Linked DNA regions of Hordeum vulgare: region 2 is linked to region 1. Evidence: chromatin contacts called from public Hi-C data. All regions are on one chromosome and are shown on one strand. The core of a region is the stretch at or near the end of the contact, and the rest is flanking DNA. Distances in the headings are between cores, read along the strand shown. Region 1 holds the start of LOC123401314. Region 2 holds the start of LOC123404156 (transcription factor EAT1-like).

What was found. Hi-C and Micro-C count contacts between places; a contact is called where the count stands out from the background.
Region 2: a Hi-C map of leaf shows a contact between it and region 1, with 5 times the contacts expected there. The contact joins the promoter of LOC123404156 here to the promoter of LOC123401314 in region 1. A contact is called at or near these places in 5 of 6 Hi-C or Micro-C datasets (leaf, seedling and an unstated tissue) and 1 of 1 datasets of contacts at active chromatin or transcription factors (embryo).

Annotation. Positions count from the first base shown.
Region 1 is chr6H:458,156,109-458,162,004 of MorexV3_pseudomolecules_assembly, forward strand. It overlaps LOC123401314, which reads right to left and starts at 2,657. Exons shown (of 4, transcript XM_045095094.1): 1 at 1,922-2,657; 2 at 63-271. The coding sequence starts at 2,133.
Region 2 is chr6H:458,399,768-458,405,663 of MorexV3_pseudomolecules_assembly, forward strand. It overlaps LOC123404156 (transcription factor EAT1-like), which reads right to left and starts at 3,432. Exons shown (of 3, transcript XM_045098074.1): 1 at 1,456-3,432; 2 at 273-686; 3 at 1-159. The coding sequence starts at 2,325. The coding sequence ends at 64. LOC123404157 (a long non-coding RNA gene) reads left to right here. Exons shown (of 5, transcript XR_006611672.1): 3 at 1,839-1,931; 4 at 2,040-2,155; 5 at 3,847-4,560. It overlaps LOC123402456 (cell division cycle 20.2, cofactor of APC complex-like), which reads left to right and starts at 5,372. Exons shown (of 6, transcript XM_045096382.1): 1 at 5,372-5,606; 2 at 5,712-5,896. The coding sequence starts at 5,466.

The DNA of each region.
Region 1 (5,896 bases), core at 1,407-3,906:
CATTTAAGTAACTAAAGCATGAAAAAAGGTTATTTAACGTTGTCAATCTAAAGAGGGTGTACCAGAAAAGTAGGCAGGTCTGAAACCTTGAGTCTGATGCAGTTTCCTCTCCAATTCAAGGGCATGAAGAATAGCATCTTCTCTCCGTGCATATTTCTCTCTTTTCTTTGAAACAGTCCCTTGAGTAGCCTCTGCCCTCTCAATGCAGGCATCGAACTCCCCACACCTAAACGCTTTAACCCGCTTTGATTTCTCAAGGTTGTACCAGTCACTGTGAAAAAATAAGAGGATGGGAAGTTTATACAAAATGAAGAATTTGCCATAACTTAGATACTTTGAAGATTTGGAAAGACAAATTTACACTAGTTGAGTACATGGGGAAAGAACATACAATATAAAGCCTATTAATTCCTGAAAAAACAGTCCCAACGAAATACAACTGGAAGCTGAGCTCAAATTGTAATAAATATGTGGCTGCTATTCAGAATACAGATTAGCAAGATAACTACTTCGCGACTTCTCAAGAAATATGCTTAAGAGTAACTGGCAAAATATTAAATGTACTATTTCACTTGAGCAGAAGATTAGTAAGTTTCCCTCCCTCCTGTTTGGTTTCGACAAAACTACCGTTTTCTGTGAGATACGCGAAAAATAATATCAATTGATTGTTTCCTACAAACAAAATCAAGGAACCAAACATAGAAACAACTTAAGAACCGTATAATACATAATCAAAGATAATTCAGGCGCTTCAGAAAATAAGGGGTGCAACAAATTGACATCACAGCATTTTAAACCTTTTTTTTGTGTTCATTCAGCCTTCGCCCTTCATAAAACAAATATTTTTCACTAAATACCTAACCACAGGATACAATTAAAAACAGCCGTGCAAGTTCCCCAAAAAAGAACAATTTAATGGTTTGAATATGCAACAACTCTGTAAGGGAATCTACAATCGTTGGCGCTTAAACAGGAAAAGAAAAATACAAGTGTCTCTCTTCCAGTGCTAAGGTGCAAACCGCCGTGCAAGTTCCCCAAAAAAGAACAATTTAATGGTTTGAATATGCAACAACTCTGTAAGGGAATCTACAATCGTTGGCGCTTAAACAGGAAAAGATAAATACAAGTGTCTCTCTTCCAGTGCTAAGGCGCAAACCACTGCCCCTATCCATGATTAGAAACATACTAGTTCAAAAAGGCGTGCCTAGGTTCTAGGCGATAGCAAAACGTCTAGCACTTAATTGCACTTAATGTGCACATAATTGCGCTTAAGCATGCGCTTTGGTCAGAAGAACACAAGGCGCTGGCAAAACGTACAATTAATGCCTAGCGCTCTTTTTAACTTTGATTAGAAATATATTCACACAAAAAACACGATTAGACATAGCGGTTCTTGTCTTTTCTCATGCGGAAAAGATCGCACAGAGCTCGTGGCAAGATTTTGCGCCGATGCCGCATCAAACGCTAGGAATTGATGACGCAACCGCCGATCGGCTGGGAAATGTTCCCTGGCACCCTCTCCTAGCGCCGGGCGTTGGAAATGGCCTAATGTATCATGTGAACAGATCAAAATTTCATCTCAAAATGCATGCACAGACAGCAAATAAGCTGGTACCGAGCTTAACAGCGAGCATGAAAAAACAGATTTCCGGGTACAATCAGAGGCGGAGCCACCTCCCAGGCTCCTCGAACAAAACTTGATTGGGGTTATAGCATGATTTAGGATTCAACTAGCTGATTTCATGGACAAATGCTACTCTTAATGATAGCAGTTAGACTCTGCCTAGGCATTGTTTCTTCCATCAAAGTTCCAAACTCAGCGTCCTAAATGCAGCATCAGAAACAACTGGTAATCGAACTTAACAGGGCGTCTTCTTCTTCTTGAGAAGAAAACCAAAAAGGCAGGAGAGTGGAAACTTACACGCTGGCGTCCTCGCGGCCGAGAAGCTTGACCGGCGTGCCGGACCTTGGGGACATGATCTGCGACGGCGGCAGCTCGTCTTGGCCCAGGATCCTGCCGGGCCACCAGGAGCCGTTCCTCCGGCGCACCCACACGATGGTCCCCGGCGAGGTGTCCCCGACGCTGCAGCAGGCCTCGTCCGCGTCTCCTCCTCCCTCGGAGCCTCCCCCCATCCCGCCCCGCCTCCCACCGCCAGGCCAAACCCTAACGAACTAACCGCGCCTCCTCAGCCCGCTTCTAGAAGCTTCCCTCGCCCTCGAGATCTGCCTTCCATTCAAGTCACGGAGGGCGCCGGCATCCGGGAGGCGCCCTCCCCGGCGCCTCCTCAGCGCGGCAGGTTCGGCCGAGATCGCGCTGCGCTCGCCCCCGCCCCGCCTCCGGCAGCTTCTAGAAGCTTATCCCGCGGGGCTCCTGGAGCCGCCTCCTCGTCGCCGTCGCCGTCGCCCTCCCTCTCCTCTTCTCTCCTCCACCCTCGGCGGGGTGGGGCCTTGGCGGTGCGCTGGCTCGAGGCCGGCACGGCGGACGGCTCCGGCGCGGCTCCGGAATGTGTTTCTTCTCGCTCCTCGTTCTAGAAGGAAAAAAAATTAAAGAAAGTGGGAAATAGAAAGGTGTTCTTTTCTCTTTTCTTTTGGAGCGGTTTGTTGTTCTTGGCTGGTCTGGACCGCGTGGAGGGGGGGAAATGTGGAAGGGAAAAGAGACGGCAACCGACGCGCTGGCCTGGCTGGTCGAGTCGAGCCCGGGCACGGAAACCAGGAGCGGCGCCAGCGCGCGAGGAGGTATCTATGGGTCATTCAACCGTGTCCGTATATGTTTCAAACGTGATTTGAATATGAATCAGATATTTTCCATGTAAACATTCAAATCAGATAGTAATTTTTATGTAAATCGGATAATTTCCATATAACCCAGATCAAAATCTTTATATTTTCAACATATTTCAACTAATAAAAGTGGGCGAGACTTTTTTAACCTATAGTCTAAATGATCGTCCGCAGCGACAGCGTCCGTATTCCACATCTTGTTTTTGCATGTCCGGTAAGCTCATCAGCCTTGAGCCCCGGAAAGTTAAGTTGTGCACAGGAAGGGGGGTAGGATATGGGGTGTGGCCCTCGTGGGACCCAAGCCATGGTGACGCTCCATGTCCTCTTCTTTTTTGTCGGAATTAGGCTAGTCGACGGCGTTGGTCGTGGATGGGACGTCCTCACTGTCATCACCATCGACTGAAGGAGCACAAGGCAGTCGTTGTTGGGAACGTCGGATGCCATGATGATGATGAGGAGGAGGACATTATTTCCAGGGCGGCGCAAGGTGTAGGGCATTTGATGGCCGGGTCCTTCACATTTCTCCACGTGATGTTGCATAGGATGTCACCTCCGGCAAGGTCTCCGTAACGAGCAGGTTTGGTCGACAGTGGCGAGGAGCACGACTCTGCGTGATGGAGGTGAGGACATGGTTGTGGGATCCGAAGTATGTCTAGGGTATATTAGACTACTTGACCAAATAAAAACTTAGTTTTTCCTCAATTTTAGTTGTGGGTAAGGTTTAGCAATTGCTGTAAATCAAGCACACCCTACACATGCAAGTCTAAGAGTATAACAGCGGAAAGTAAAGTCATGCACATGTAAATAGAGGGTAGGGATAGGAAGATCAAATGCAAAGGTTGACTCGGCGATTTTTGGCGTGGTTCCGATAGGTGGTGCTATCGTACGTCCACATTAGTGGAGACTTCCACCCACGAAGGGTAACGGTTGCGCGAGTCCATGGAGGGATCCACCCACGAAGAGTCCATGAAGAAGCAGTCTTGTCTATTCCACCATGTCTTACGTCCACGAAGGACTAGCCTTACTCGGGATAGATCTTCACGAAGTAGGCGATCTCCTTGCCCTCACAAACTTATTGGTTCAACTCCACAACACGAAGTAGAAGGCTCCCAAACGACACCTAACCAATCTAGGAGGCATCACCCTTCAAAAGGTAATATATGCGGTAGTACGATGAACTCCTTCCTCTCGTGCTTCAAAAGATAGTCTCCTCAACACTCAATCACTCTCTCATAGATTTGGTTTGGATAGAAGAGATTGATTGGGTGGAAAGAAACTTGTGGAGGCTAGAGATCAAGTCTCAAATGGATGGATTGGAATATCTTGATCCCAACACATGAGTGGGTGGCTTTCTCACAGAAAAATGGATATGGCAAGTGTATGCGTATTCTGCATGCTTCCTCTTCGAATGAGAGGTGGTGGATGGGTATATATAGGCATCTCCAAAAATCCAACCATTACAACATTATTGCCCAACTCGGTGGCACCAACTAGTGCAAAATGTGGCAACTTTTGTATTCTCGATGAGATCGATATAGGAATCTTGGTGGTGCCGATATGGGTGACCTAGGGCAGTTTTCAAATCTCGATGAGACCGATTCCAAAACCCAGAATTTATGGATTCTTAAAAATGGCATACAAGAAGTTGGTCACTGATATTGGTGGCACCGAAAGGAATGTTGGTGGTACCGAGATTGCTAAGGTTTGGCATAGGTTCTGCCTTAGATGAAAATCGGTATGGCCGAGTGTATAAAGTTGGTGGCACCGAGTTTGATGTATAGGCTTTGGACAGAGAATTTTGTGGGATAATTTAATTAGTATTTTTGGTGGGTATTGAGGGAGTACGGGATTAAGGGGTCCTCGGACGACCAGCCCATTTCTTACAGGCCGACCTAATGGGTCGTATCGTTGAAGATCACACATCGTGACGACCTCGTGTTCAGGAAGGAAAGCTCCGAAGACTGGCGTGTTATCCAAGTTAAATACACCAGATCGGTGCATCTGTCACTGGCTGCAGGTCGGTTGTATGTAACCCTAGAAACCCCTCGTGTCTATATAAACCAAAGGTTTTCATCCGTATAGGTGATACGTCTCCAACGTATCTATAATTTTTTATCGTTCCATGCTATTATATTATCAACTTTGGATGTTTTATATGCATGAATATGCTATTTTATATTATTTTTGGGACTAACCTATTGACCTAGAGCCCAGTGTCAGTTCCTGTTTTTTCCTTGTTTTTTACCTTTTTTAGATAGGAATATCAAACGGAGTCCAAACGTAATAAAACTTTCGCCGTGATTTTTTATGGAAAATATCAAAAATACCAGAAGAAAAAGATACCGGAGAGGAGTCCTGAGGAAGCCACAAGAAAGGGAGGCCTGCCCACCCCCCTGGGCGCGCCTGGGGGCTCGTGACTCCCTCGTGGGTCCCCCTGATTTGTTCTCGATGCCATCTGGTCTTATAAATACAGTAACCTCCAAAAATAAACCTAGATCGGGAGTTCCGCCGACGCAAGCCTCTGTAGCCACCAAAAACCAATCGGGAGCCTGTTCCGGCACCCTGTCGGAGGGGGAATCCATCTCCGGTGGCCATCTTCATCATCCCGACGATCTCCATGACGAGAAGGGAGTAGTTCTCCCTCGGGGCTGAGGGTATGTACCAGTAGCTATGTGTTTGATCTCTCTCTCGTGTTCTTGAGATGTCATGATCTCGATGTACCGCGGGCTTTGCTACTATAGTTGGATCCTATGATGTTCTTCCCCTTCTCCCTTCTTGTAAAGAATTGAGTTTCCCCTTTGAAGTTATCTTACCGGATTGAGTCTTTAAGAACACTTGATGTATGTCTTGCATGTGTCTATCTATGGTGACAATGGGATATTCATTTGAGTACTTGATGTATGTTTTGGTGATCAACTTGCGGGTTTCGTGACATCGGGAACCTATGCATATGGGTTGGCACATGTTTTGACTCTCCGGTAGAAACTTTGGGCACTCTTTGAAGTTCTATGTGTTGGTTGAATAGATGATTCTGAGATTGTGTGATGCATATCGTATAATCATGCCCACGGATACTTGAGGTGACAATGGAGTATGTAGGTGACATTAGGGTCTT
Region 2 (5,896 bases), core at 2,182-4,681, 240 kb after region 1:
TGGTAGATGCTAACATAATGAGCCATTGCGGTGCACGAGTGAGTCTCCGTCATGGTGTCCAAGCTAACTGAAGATATCGACAGCGAGGTGCTCCATCTCCATAGCTCGGAGGAGCTTCGAAGCCAACGCATTGGCATAGATCGAGGAGCCCTCAGATATCTGCACAGTAGCAAGAGATGTCAAGCGGAATGGTACCACCAATGTGTGTTAATGCAGTAGAAACGGGGAAGAGGATCAAGATGTTGCTTTGAATAAAGAAATCTGATTGTTACCTTTGTGTTGAACATGAATATACGTTGATCTCCAATGACCCCCCCAACAACATGGATGAGTTCAAGACGAAACTCATCTATAACCTTTGCAGCACAAAGCAAAGAATTAGTCTTCTTCTTTTCAGCGAACTTGATGTTGATCTCATTACCAACTATGCGGACATCAACATGGCATTCCTTGGACCTCCTCTGTATCCATGAGCTCCTTATAGCTCCATTCAGCTGATTGTCTTGATCGTCCTTCACTTGCTGCAGCGATGAACTTTCTCCATAGTCAAGTGCTGCGTCATCCAACTTAAGTCTCTTCATCCTATGTTTGGTATCGCCTTCCACCAAGCTCGTCAGTTCCTTCAATGTTCTGTTGAGCTCATTGATGTATTCAATGGCATCTCCAACTATAGAGGCTCGATCATTCTAAAGAAAAATATTGACCCATAACATCACATTCATGAGAAATACAAGAAGTGCACACAATTTGAAAAGATTTTCTCATTATTCTGTTTTTCTTATTTGCCTTAAATAGCCTGAAGATACCTCTTAAGGATCTGTACGGTTGGTAATAAGGTAATGACAGATATCAACTCTAATGCTGGATATGTTAAATCAAATCCCATCTCATGTATAGAAGATTATTTTTCTGCTTCGCAACTGTCTTATCTTCAGTTAAGCAAAAAGTGTCAGATCCTAAAATTTTAGCATGGAAATGTATTTATGCTGCATAAACTAAAGAATCACATTCGAATTTGTTGTCTTTGGATACTAATGATCTATGCACATCAATTTATCAACTAAATTCACCCAGAACTCCAGTAATCACCTACAGAAAGGTCCAGTATACACTTCCCCAACATAACTTATGTCATCTAATGTGGAACTTATATTAGGTGGACTATTTTAGCTAGGGAACTTTGTAAAAGCTTGCTGGTGATGAGAACATAATGTTTTTTAAATAAAAAGTTCAGATTTGTTTTGACCTCCTAAGATGCCAGTGGTAGTAGTTCTTTCTATACTCTTAGAAAACACTGTTGGCTTCATACTGAAATGGTGCCACATCTGGAAACCAATAAAGTTAGTGAATTTTGTAGAAATTCATGTGATTATTTCCCGTTTAAATGATTTATCTGTAACTGTGAGAACGAAGAATCATTTAAAATCTTTATTAGAGAAGATGTGTTGAACAAACCTTCGTAGGGCTTGGGAGCAGTGATCTTAAAGCCCCATATTTCACATTTATCTGCTCCCTCCTCTCTTTTTCAGTTGCAAAGTTAGCTTTTGCCTTGCCAAAGCCACCTTTCTTACTTCTTCCCAGTTTTGGACTACCAAACTGCCTTCCGTCTATCTCTTGGAGAATATTTCCTGCAGCCCCTACTACCCCCATCGTCCGATCTCTCTCATCATCACTGGAGAACAGCCCAAAACTTTGTGGAAGTGAATGATAGAGATCCTTGAACAGGTGAGATTGATTACCATTATATTGTAATGGTAGAGTTGAATCACCGAGCATCATCCCACTGTCATGAATTGCTCTTCCCAGAATCTCATTGTTGATGTCCAATTGGTTGCCAGCATTCTGCCCTGGATCACCAAAGATATGTTCCGTCGAAGGGAATGCAGTAGTCATACTGTACCTTGGGATCTGTAGAAGATTTAGGAGATCAGGTGCAGCTGTGTGATCACCATCTGGATATGATGCAGCATCATAGTCATCCATTTGTTGTTGAATTGACTGTTGGCTGATGATATGATTTTGGGTACTGAACATTGCAGGTACCCAATTTGAAGTTTCTACCTGGGTCTCTTGTATCATGTGGCCGTGAAGATCCTGATCCATGTCAAATTCAGCCCGGTGTTGGATATGGTTGATTGTCCGTGCAGGCTCAGAGGTAAGATTCGTTGGATTGCATATATCATCTATGAAAAAGGAGGGACTGTGAAAATTTCCTTGCTCAATCTCTGTATTGTCACAAATAGAGTCCAGGGAATTGTGAATCAATGATCCTGCCACGAGAATAGCATCTCTGGAACCATCAAAATAACCTCCCTCAGCAATCATTTTGGCCTCTGTTGCCTTCACTCAATATCTGAAACAACAAAAGTTAGGATCCAAGGAGCCTCAAAGATGTATCTTAAAGCAGTACAATTTTTTGGGAAAAGGAACCAAATGGAAGAGACAAAGCTGATGAACAGATGACACAGTAGCATGTTAGAAGTGATCAACTGAACTAGCTTGGATCTAAAATAGAGAAAATCATTGGTTCAAGCACACATATTTAGGAGAAGGGCTACTCAACTTGAATGAAACAGACAATCTGTTTGTTAGATAGAGAAGGCTGCAGCTCGCCTTGGTCGTGTTGGTTGTTCGGAAGAAAGCAAAGACGTGGGAGTTTATGCTAGGCATCTAGTTGCCTCATTTTTCGATGAGGAGAAGCTGTATTAGCACACTGGATGAGACATGAAGCCTCTTTGCTTCCCTGAGACCCAACAAACTCCAATGTGTCTTTATTGGTATCGTACTATAAATATTAATCTTGGTAGCTTGTGCTTCAACTACCTTAACCTTACCAGTTAATAAGGAGAGACTAGTATAAAATCATGGGCAGTGACCAAAATATCCCTTGTGTTGCCGTAATTTTCTCAAAAAGTGCAAGAAATCAGAAGTTGTTGAAGGTGTTTCAACTTATAAAGCTAAAAGTAAGTTGTCTGAACAAAAGGCAGAACATCGTGATCCCATTTTTCAAGGATAAAATATTTTTAATTCTTTAAAAGTAGGGGTGACGTGTGTCTTGACAGTAGCACTGAAAGCTTGAAGAGAAGAGATGTGAAGAGAGCATTACCAAGATTAATTCCTTTTGACAGATCAAATAAAGGAAATGTTGCTCAGAAACTAATAGGTCAAAAGCATCCTTGAGAACGAGCTGGGGTGCTATGCCAATAATATGTAGGGACTAGAGAAGACTGTTTCAGAACTAGGAAGCAAAATGTAACTGGCATGTGAAGGAGTGAAGGCATGAAAGCAACAATTTGGTCTTCATGTAAAACTTATGAGTATATAACAGAACACGTCAATTCGCAATCATCTCCTAATTGTGTCGTCTGAACAGTGCAAGGGAGGTCAAACCGTCAAAGCTAAGGGCTATCATATCTTCATCATTAAGAAGAGAAGACCTTAAAGATGGGAAACTCACACTCTTTGAACTTGGCATCTTTGCTGTTACTCATTCCAGCCGGAAGTTGGGAAATGCAAGTCATGCCTTCTCCATTCCTCCGTATTTTATGCATGTACCGGTACACTTCGCTAGGAGAAAAAACTGTACGACTACTTGAAAGATTGGAGAATTTAAAGCTGAGCATCATCCTGCATCTGAGGAGACATACAATTTCAAGTGCATGCCTGTGCTTGTACACCATACATATTTTTTTATCGAGAAACGTTCTTCATACATTAGGCTCATCGCTGGCGGATTATCACATTTCTGGAAGCCCTTGTTCTGTTCCATATAATACCTGTACTAGGAATTGAAGTTCACATCTGCTGGAACTAAACACACATGTTTTGTCTGAATTTCTTCTGCAGAAGTGCGTATCACTGAATCATACAGCCGCTCTCAAAGTCATCTAACGGAGTACACAACAAGACAAAGGAACTACCCTGGCTGTCTGGTAACGACATTGTTATCCTATCTTTTCGACTAATCAGGAGCCAAGATGGAGGGAGCAGGAGCTCAACCTCCATGTTTTGAGTGGCTTTGTACCCGTGAGAACTGAGCGGTCTGTTCATGGTCAGTCATGGGATGGATTGCCCGCCAGTCGATGCAGATTGTATAATTCTTTTTCCCTTCGGTAATACTGATTGACCTGAAGGAAGAGATTTCATGTGCTATGCTAGGTCGTCAACGGATTCTTCCGTGAGCACCCCCTAAGGGCTTGTTCGTTTAATCCCTTCGCCAAGGGGATTGGAGAGGTTTGAAGGGGATTGGGAAGGAATTTGACTTATAGGCGATGTAATACCTTACAATACAATTTAACCCCCCTCAAACCCAGTGCAACCGAACAAGGCCTAAGGCGTGGTACCATCGGTACGGTTGGTGGACTCTCCAGTCGCTGAACTCGCTGCGTCGACATGAGACTCGTTTCGGATCCGATGCTTGAAAAGCTTGTAACGAAGTTCAGGTAGAAACAAAGCAAAAGGGCTGTAGTGATTCTGGATGCTGTCCTTGTACCCACTACTGCTTGTACCGTAGCGCGAGAATATTCTTGTGAAGAAAAGCAATTTCCTGTTTCTGGATTTTGGACTGGATGCCAATGCATGTGCAGTTAGGCACGAGTTAGTCATGGGCATGCTGGTTGGGACATGTCGCCGAAGTTCTGAAAAAAAGTCACCGAAGTTTTATGACAGTTTGTTTAGAAAGTCAGGCTTTCCTTGAGCCTTCGTCCTAAAGAAAAAGGCAACCGAAGTTCTGGCTGCTGTACTCGGCGAGCAAATGGTTTCTATCCCCCCCCCCCCCCCCCCCCCCCCCACACACACACACCCCAAAAAAAACGGAGGGTAGATGAGAATCATCAATGCACTAAAAGTGTGTAAACTTTCTTCGTACCATCATATGATTTGCAACCACAGACGTCGTGGCGGAATACTATGATATATTTAATTGATACCAAATTAACCTAGCCATTTTTTTCGGTAAACAATAAAACCTTGACTACTAAGATTTAGCTACTTTTTTTTTTTAGAAAACACTAAAAATATCTAAAACTTGACCACTAAGTTTTAGCTAGTTTCTAATTTTGAAGTGACGAAAGCTATTTTTAGAAACCCTAAATCTTGGGCCGCTCAAAAAATCGGGCCGCGCAGGAAGGAGGAAGGCCCATAGAGCCCAAGCACCAACCCTAATACGGTATACCGTGGGCAGCAACGGCTCTAATCTCTGTCCCGTGGGGACTAGCCGTTGCGTCCGCCCCCGCCGCCGATTCCCTACAAATACAGCTCGCAGTCAAATCCCTACACCTCACAAGTCACCGAGCAATCCGTGGCTTTCTCCTCCCTCCCTCCCCCCCCTCTCGTGCTCGCCGCCGCCGCCTCTCGTTCTAGCTCTCGAAAGATCCCCGTTTCTCGTCGGCGTGCTGATTTGATTGTTCTTCCTGTTGCGATTTTCTGCTGTTTGTTTGTTTGTTTGTTTCTTGTTTCTTCTAACCATGGACGCAGGCTCCCACTCGATCTCCTCCAGCAAGAGCAGCGCCGCCGCCGTGCAGCGCCCGCCGCTCCAGGAGGCCGGCTCCCGCCCCTACATGCCACCGCTCAGCACCACCTCGCGCAACCCGTCGGCCAAGTGCTACGTAAGTTGCTTGCTCCGGCTCGCAGATTCCGTGTGCGCACGAGCTGTTCGATGGAATGCCTAACATGGCGTTCTTCCTCTTCTCTCTGTGTGTGTGTCTCTGCAGGGAGACAGGTTCATCCCGGACCGGTCAGCGATGGACATGGACATGGCGCACTACCTGCTCACGGAGACCAAGAAGGACAAGGAGAACGCGGCGGCCATCGCGGCGTCCCCGTCCAAGGAGGCCTACCGGAGGCTTCTCGCGGAGAAGCTGCTCAACAACCGGACGCGGATCCTCGCCTTCAGGAA